Regions from separate parts of the Macaca mulatta genome. Here region 1 is linked to region 2. A link is a contact called in public Hi-C data. All regions are on one chromosome and are shown on one strand. Each heading gives the region's core, a stretch centred on a gene start, on an enhancer-like site or on the middle of the called end of the contact. The rest is flanking DNA. Distances are from core to core; before and after follow the strand shown.

The links. Hi-C and Micro-C count contacts between places; a contact is called where the count stands out from the background.
Region 1: a contact with region 2 is called in a Hi-C map of cortical neurons, with 2.1 times the contacts expected there. The contact joins the promoter of ZNF84 here to the promoter of ZNF26 in region 2. A contact is called at or near these places in 3 of 14 Hi-C or Micro-C datasets (CD4 T cells, blood and cortical neurons).

Annotation. Positions count from the first base shown.
Region 1 is chr11:140,378,362-140,381,637 of T2T-MMU8v2.0, reverse strand. It overlaps ZNF84 (zinc finger protein 84), which reads right to left and starts at 1,313. Exons shown (of 5, transcript XM_077955926.1): 1 at 1,181-1,313. The region is part of intron 1 of ZNF268 (zinc finger protein 268); the gene reads right to left.
Region 2 is chr11:140,324,948-140,328,208 of T2T-MMU8v2.0, reverse strand. It overlaps ZNF26 (zinc finger protein 26), which reads right to left and starts at 1,361. Exons shown (of 4, transcript XM_077955944.1): 1 at 857-1,361. All of the region lies in intron 1 of ZNF268 (zinc finger protein 268), which reads right to left.

The DNA of each region.
Region 1 (3,276 bases), core at 64-2,563, 53 kb before region 2:
TAAAATAATGAAAAAATAAAATCCAACTCATAATTGAAAAAAAGTCATAAAATATGTAGGAATATCAAGATCCATATGAAGCATACTAAAAACACCAATGAAAACTATAAAAATAGAATTAAAGAAATTTATAATTCGATTTTATTTTAGGATAGGAAGACTTCATATTGTGAAGGTAATTTGACCTCAAATGATTTATATAACTCGTTCAACTCCACTCAGAATCTCAAAATTCTGAAGTTTACGTGTAAGGAAAAAGGTTCAAGAACAGTTTGAACACTTTTTTTTTTTTTTGAGACAGGGTCTTACTGTGTTGTCCAGGCCGAAGCGCAATGGCATAACCATAGCTCACTGCAGCCCTGAACTCCTGGGCTCAAGTGATCCTCCCACCTCCGCCTACAGAGTAGCTGGGGCTACAGGCATACCCTGGACGCTTTTGGAAATACAAAATAATGAATGTGAACAGGCCTACTGTAATACATATAAATTATAATAATTATAACATCTGACAGTGGCTTCAGAGAGGTTACACAGATGAAAAAAGCAGAACTGTCTATGCCAGAGTCAGCATGTAATAGATGTAGCACTTCAAAGCCATGAGTAAAACTAAATTATTTAATGAATACGAGAATATTTGAAAGAAAATAAAGGTAGCTATTTCATACAACTACTTCCAGATGGATTAAATTTTAAAATAATGGAAACCCTAAGAATGTCTTAAAAAAAAAAACAAACCACAGGTGAATTATATGCATAATTTGAGGGGAGATGTCGCCACACGATACAAAAGACAAAAGTAATTTAAAAAACTGTAAAACAGTCAATAAACGTAACCATTAAAAAATACAGGGCCAGGCATGGTGGCTCACACCTGTGCTTTAAAAGACTCTTTCGACACCGGCAGAGCCAGGCTGCGGGCGGATGCGGTCCAGCAGGGCAGCCGCGCCTCAGGGCCACGGCTCGGCAACGGGGCTGGCCCGCTGTCGAGGCCGAACGCACGCGAGGCCCACGCCGGCGCCTCCACGCCCGCCTGAAAGGACGCCCAGCAGCGGCGCCTCGGGAAAGGCCGTGCCCGCCCCACAGCCCAGAACCCGCGCGGCTCCGCGGCCCACGGCATCTTCACGAGCCGGCCCAGCCCCACCCCGCCCCAGCCCCGAGTCCGCGCGCGGACGTCCAGGACCTTGAAGCCGAAGCCCTCCGCGGCCACTCCCGCGCGCCTCCCCCGCCATCCCTGGAGCCCCCAGCGCCGGCCCCGCATTAAACGCACTAAACTCACAAAAGACGCCGCCGCCGAGTCGCGCTCGAGCACGCGCGCCCGCGGCCCCGCGATCACGTGATGCCGCCCGGTCCCGCGCCCCGCGCACGCGCCGGAGTCGCCGGCCTTTGTGCGCTCCCGCGGCTCCGAACGGGCCGGGACGAGTAGGGGACTGCAGACGAGCACACTCGCACGCGCGCACACGCGCACACTCCCCTCTCACGTGGCAGCGAAGGACAAAGAGGAAGAAAGGGCCGCCAGCAAGCTTTGCCACGAGTGCATATGCGCATGCGCGAAGGACGGAGCCACCGCGAACTCAACTTCCCAGGGTGCCCCGCATCCGGAAGTGCCTGTCGCCTGGAGACGCAGTGACGCCAAACTGGCTCACACGGTTTTCTGAGAAACATGAAGGGAAACCGAATCCACCAATACTCTTTTTTTTTTTTTTTTTGTTCTTTTTGAGACGGAGTCTCGCTCTGTCGCCCAGGCTGGAGTGCAGTGGCGCGATCTCGGCCCACTGCAACCTCCGCCTCCCGGGTTCAAGCAATTCTGCTGCCTCAGCCTCTCGAGTAGCTGGGACTACAGGCTCCCGCCGCCACGCCCGGCTAATTTTTTGTATTTTAGTAGAGACGGGGTTTCACCGTGTTGCCCAGGCTGGTCTCGAACTTTTGAGCTCAGGCAATCCGCCCGCCTCGGCCTCCCAAAGTGCTAAGATTACAGGCGTGAGCCACCTCGCCCGGCCCACCAATACTTTAAAAAGACAATTGGTTTGACTTCAGTTGAGGAAACCACAAAAACATAAATATATTTACGGAAAGAAGCTAAGAATTAACAGAAAAAAAGTAAAGCTGATCCATAACTCGAGTGGTAGGGAGAATTATAGGTAAGTCACGATGCTTATGAAAGAGAGATGGCGCCGGGGAGATGGAGGAGAGGAGAGAGATGAAAAAAGAGAAATAACTACAAACATAGGAAATTGAACGTGGAATCTTTTTTTTTTTTTTTTTTTGAGACGGAGTCTCACGCTGTTGCCCAGGCTGGAGTGCAGTGGCCGGATCTCAGCTCACTGCAAGCTCCGCCTCCTGGGTTCACGCCATTCTCCTGCCTCAGCCTCCTGAGTAGCTGGGACTACAGGCGCCCGCCACCGCGCCCGGCTAATTTTTTGTATTTTTAGTAGAGACGGGGTTTCACTGTGGTCTCGATCTCCTGACCTTGTGATCCACCCGCCTCGGCCTCCCAAAGTGCTGGGATTACAGGCTTGAGCCACCGCGCCCGGCCTGAACGTGGAATCTTAAAAAGGCAAACTCATAGAAACAGTGGAAGTGTGGTCACCAGAGGTCAGGTGGCGAGAGTGGGAAATGAGATGTTGGTCAGATTTTTTTTTTTTTTTTTTTTTTTTTTTGAGACGGAGTCTCGCTCTGCCGCCCAGGCTGGAGTGCAGTGGCCGGATCTCAGCTCACTGCAGGCTCCGCCTCCCGGGTTCACGCAATTCTCCTGCCTCAGCCTCCCCAGTAGCTGGGACTACAGGCGCCCGGCACCTCGCCCGGCTAGTTTTTTTTTTTTTTTTTTTGTATTTTTTTAGTAGAGACGGGGTTTCACTGTGTCAGCCAGGATGGTCTCATCTCCTGACCTCGTGATCCGCCCGCCTCGGCCTCCCAAAGTGCTGGGATTACAGGCTTGAGCCACCGCGCCCGGCCGGTCAGATGTTTTAAAAAGAGAACAAACTTGCAGTTATAACATGAATAAGTTCTGGAGACCTAATGGACAGCATGGTGACTACAGTTTATAATGTATTGTATATTTGAAATTCACTTAGAGTAAGTGAAATACTCTCATCACACATACCCAAAGGGTAACTATGTGAGGTGATGGATACATTCATTAAGTGGATTGTGTCAGTCTCTTCACAATGATATATCAAAAGATCCTGTTGTCACCTTGAATAGATACAATTTTATTTAATTTTTTCTTAAACATTTTATTGATGTTATAGAGGGATTTCTTTTGTTTGCATTTTTCCA
Region 2 (3,261 bases), core at 112-2,611:
TCCACGAATACAGTAAGGTGTCTTTAGATATTTCCAGTTTAGACCTCCCATGTGAGTTACAGGCTGAAATATAGGCATTGGATATTCAACACCTGCGAAAGTCTCTCCCAGGGTCCCTCTTCTAACAGCTTTCCTAGTCTCCAGCTGTATAGCTCAGTGGCAGAGCACAACATCCGGCAACGTCGTCGCCACCACTCACCGAGTGCAATGGATTTGGCAATCAAGTCCCTTGTAAAGTCTCCCCTCTGGTTCACTCCGTCAATCATTCATAAAGTCCAGATGATCCCCTGGCCCGCCCCTTACCTCTTGGACTCTCGAGCTCCGCTCCTAGCCTTTTCTCCCTACTCATACACCTGTAATTGTGTCCACAGTTCACTAGACTACCCTCCCCACCAAACCAAAGCTCCTCTAAAATCAGGAACATACATAACTTATCTCTGCATTGCCAGCACCAGCTCTAGAGTTCAGCACACAAAAAGACACTCCATAAACAAGCATTTGGCCAAACGAAAGAGGAGGAACTGGTAATTTCTCCAACGAAGTTCCAACGGTCTGCGTAAGACAACTTTCTGTAGAAAACACGAAAAGATGGAGGATCCTCAGATTTCAGGGCCCGCAGCTGGCAATGAAGTGCTGTATAATTGCCCGTCACAGATTACCACGAGGCACGTTTCTGCAGGACCAGAGCTTGGGTGAGCTTTAGAGGAGCTTCGGTTTGGCGGGGAGGGTAGTCTAGTGAACTATGGACACAATTACAGGTGAACGTGAGTTCAGTTCCCGGGAGTAACCCTGCAGAGATCAACGTGGCCACCCTCAGTATCCAGTCGACTTTTAAACACGGAAAGTCTCTACTTACCCAGCACGAAGCTGTCCGGAAACTGGTGGCCATCCCCACGCCCACGTTCGTGCGCTGCCTAGGGGGCAGGACCCGCGGGCTGCGGAGAGACCGCGAGGGATGCGTCCGCACGAAGACAGGTGCGGGTCCTGGGCCCCAGGCACCTGACCGTCCCGGGGCTGAGTCGCTCGCAGGGACGCCGGCTCCTCAGCTCTCGCCCAACGCGGAGCGCGCGTGACTAGACGGCCTCCCGGTCTGGGTACCAGGAGTCGCACCGATGGATTTGTGCCGTTCAGCAGCCCTGACTCGGGAGAGCAGGCGGCTAGCCTGGCTCCGTCCACGCCCCGAACCGACGGAGGTGTTTAGCTGGTCAAGTCCCTGGTCTGCCCCGGATAATCCCAGCCGCTTAGCTCCGCGCCTCCGCGGTCACAGAGGCTAGCCAGGTTCACCCACTGGCCAGATTTCGGTCCACTGAGTCTAACCCGGAAACAGCCCCGCACGCGCGCACCCGACTAAGACAGGGTGTGTGGCGCACGCGGAAGTGCGTCATGCGTCGATGCGCCAGGACGCCACAGCGCCCGGAAAAACTACATCTCCCACAATCCTCGGCGAAGGCTCCCTAGTTACGGGCCTGACTTCCGGCTGCAGCGTATCTGGAGAGGGGCACAGCCTGACAGGAAAGGAAGGTTGGGAGGGGGCTCCGTCAGCGGCACCTGGTTCACCCTCCCCCGGCTGCGCCAGGTTCAGTACCATCCTCGGAGCCCGGACGCCCAGTTTCCCAGGGCCTGTAGAACTGAGTCAAAGTCTGACCCCAGCAGAGACGCAGGCGTGCTGAGGTCTTGATATCAAACAAGATAGGGTTCAGACCAGAAGGCACAGCAAAAAAGGACGCTTTGTAAAGCTAAAAGCTGCAATTCGTAGGGTTAAATAACAGTTTGGAAATCAGTGCACCAAATAATAGAGTAACCAACTTCATAAAGAAGAAACTATAGTAGATGTTAAAGACAAATAAATAGAACCACACCAATAATGAAACTGCCTTTGCAAAAATTATATCAGTGAGAAAATTATCGCCGTGGGGGAGGTCTAATCTAATCAAACCCGCGACCCCACGCGCCTTTGGCTCTTCTGGGCTTAGGCCAAGCTAACTTTGGAAGACACTTAGGTTATAGTTTAAATGATAACCCTTTTCCAAAACTCAACTGCCTTTGTAAACCTATGAGAGACCACAAAGCTGGGGGGAGGAGAGGAGCCTGAATTCTAAGATGTAGATTGGTCACAAGATATGCAGCTTCCCCAATTACTCCCACAGATAATACCACTATTGTAGATTAACCTTTCGAGATTTAAAAATGTGCAAAATGGCCAGGCGATGGCTCACGTCTGTAATCCCAGCACTTTGGAGGGCTGAGGTGGGTGGATCGCATGAGCCCAGGAGTTGGAGACTAGCCTGGGCAACATGACGAAACCTCGTCTCTACAAAACATATCAAAAGTCAGCCGGATGCAGTGGCATGCATCTGTAGTCTCAGCTACTTGGGAGGCTAAGGCAGCAGAATTGCTTGAGCCCGTGAGGCCGAGGTTGCAGTGAGCCGAGATTGCACCATTGTGCTCCAGCCTGGATGACAGGAGTGAAACCTGTCTCAAAAAAAAAAAAAGCCAAACATCTGAATAGACATTTCTCAAAAGAAGACATACAAATGGCAAACAGGTATATGAAAAGGTACACAATATCATTGATCATCAGAGAAATGCAAATCAAAACTACAATGAGATATTATCTCACCCCAGTTAAGATGACTATTATCCAAAAGACAAGCAATAATAAATGCTGGTGAGGTTATGGGGAAAAGGGAACACCTGTACACTCTTGGTGGGAATGTAAATTAGTACAACCACTGTGGAGAGTTTGGAGGTTCCTCAAAAAAATAAAAATAGAACTGCCATACAATCCAGCTATCCTACTCCTAGGTATGTACCCAAAAGAAAGAAAATCAGTATATTTAAGCGCTGTCTGCACTCCCTTGTTTATTGCAGCACTATTCACAATAGCCAAGATTTGGAAGTAACTGAAGTGCCAATCAACAGGTTAATGAATAAAGGAAATGTGATACATATACACAATGGAGTACTAGGAAGCCATAAAAAAGAATGGATCCTGTCATTTGCAACAACATGGATGGAACTGGAGATCATTATATTAAGTGAAATAAGCGAGGCAGAGAAAGACAAACTTCACATATTCTCACTTATTTGTGGGAGCCAAAAATTAAAACAATTGAACTCATGATGATGAAGAGTAGAAAGATGGTTACCAGCAGCTGGAGAGTAGTGGGACACTGGGGGGGATAGAAATGGTCATTCGGTAGAAAAAATAGAAAGAATAAGACCTAATATTTTCTAGCACAACAGGATATACTCAAAAAT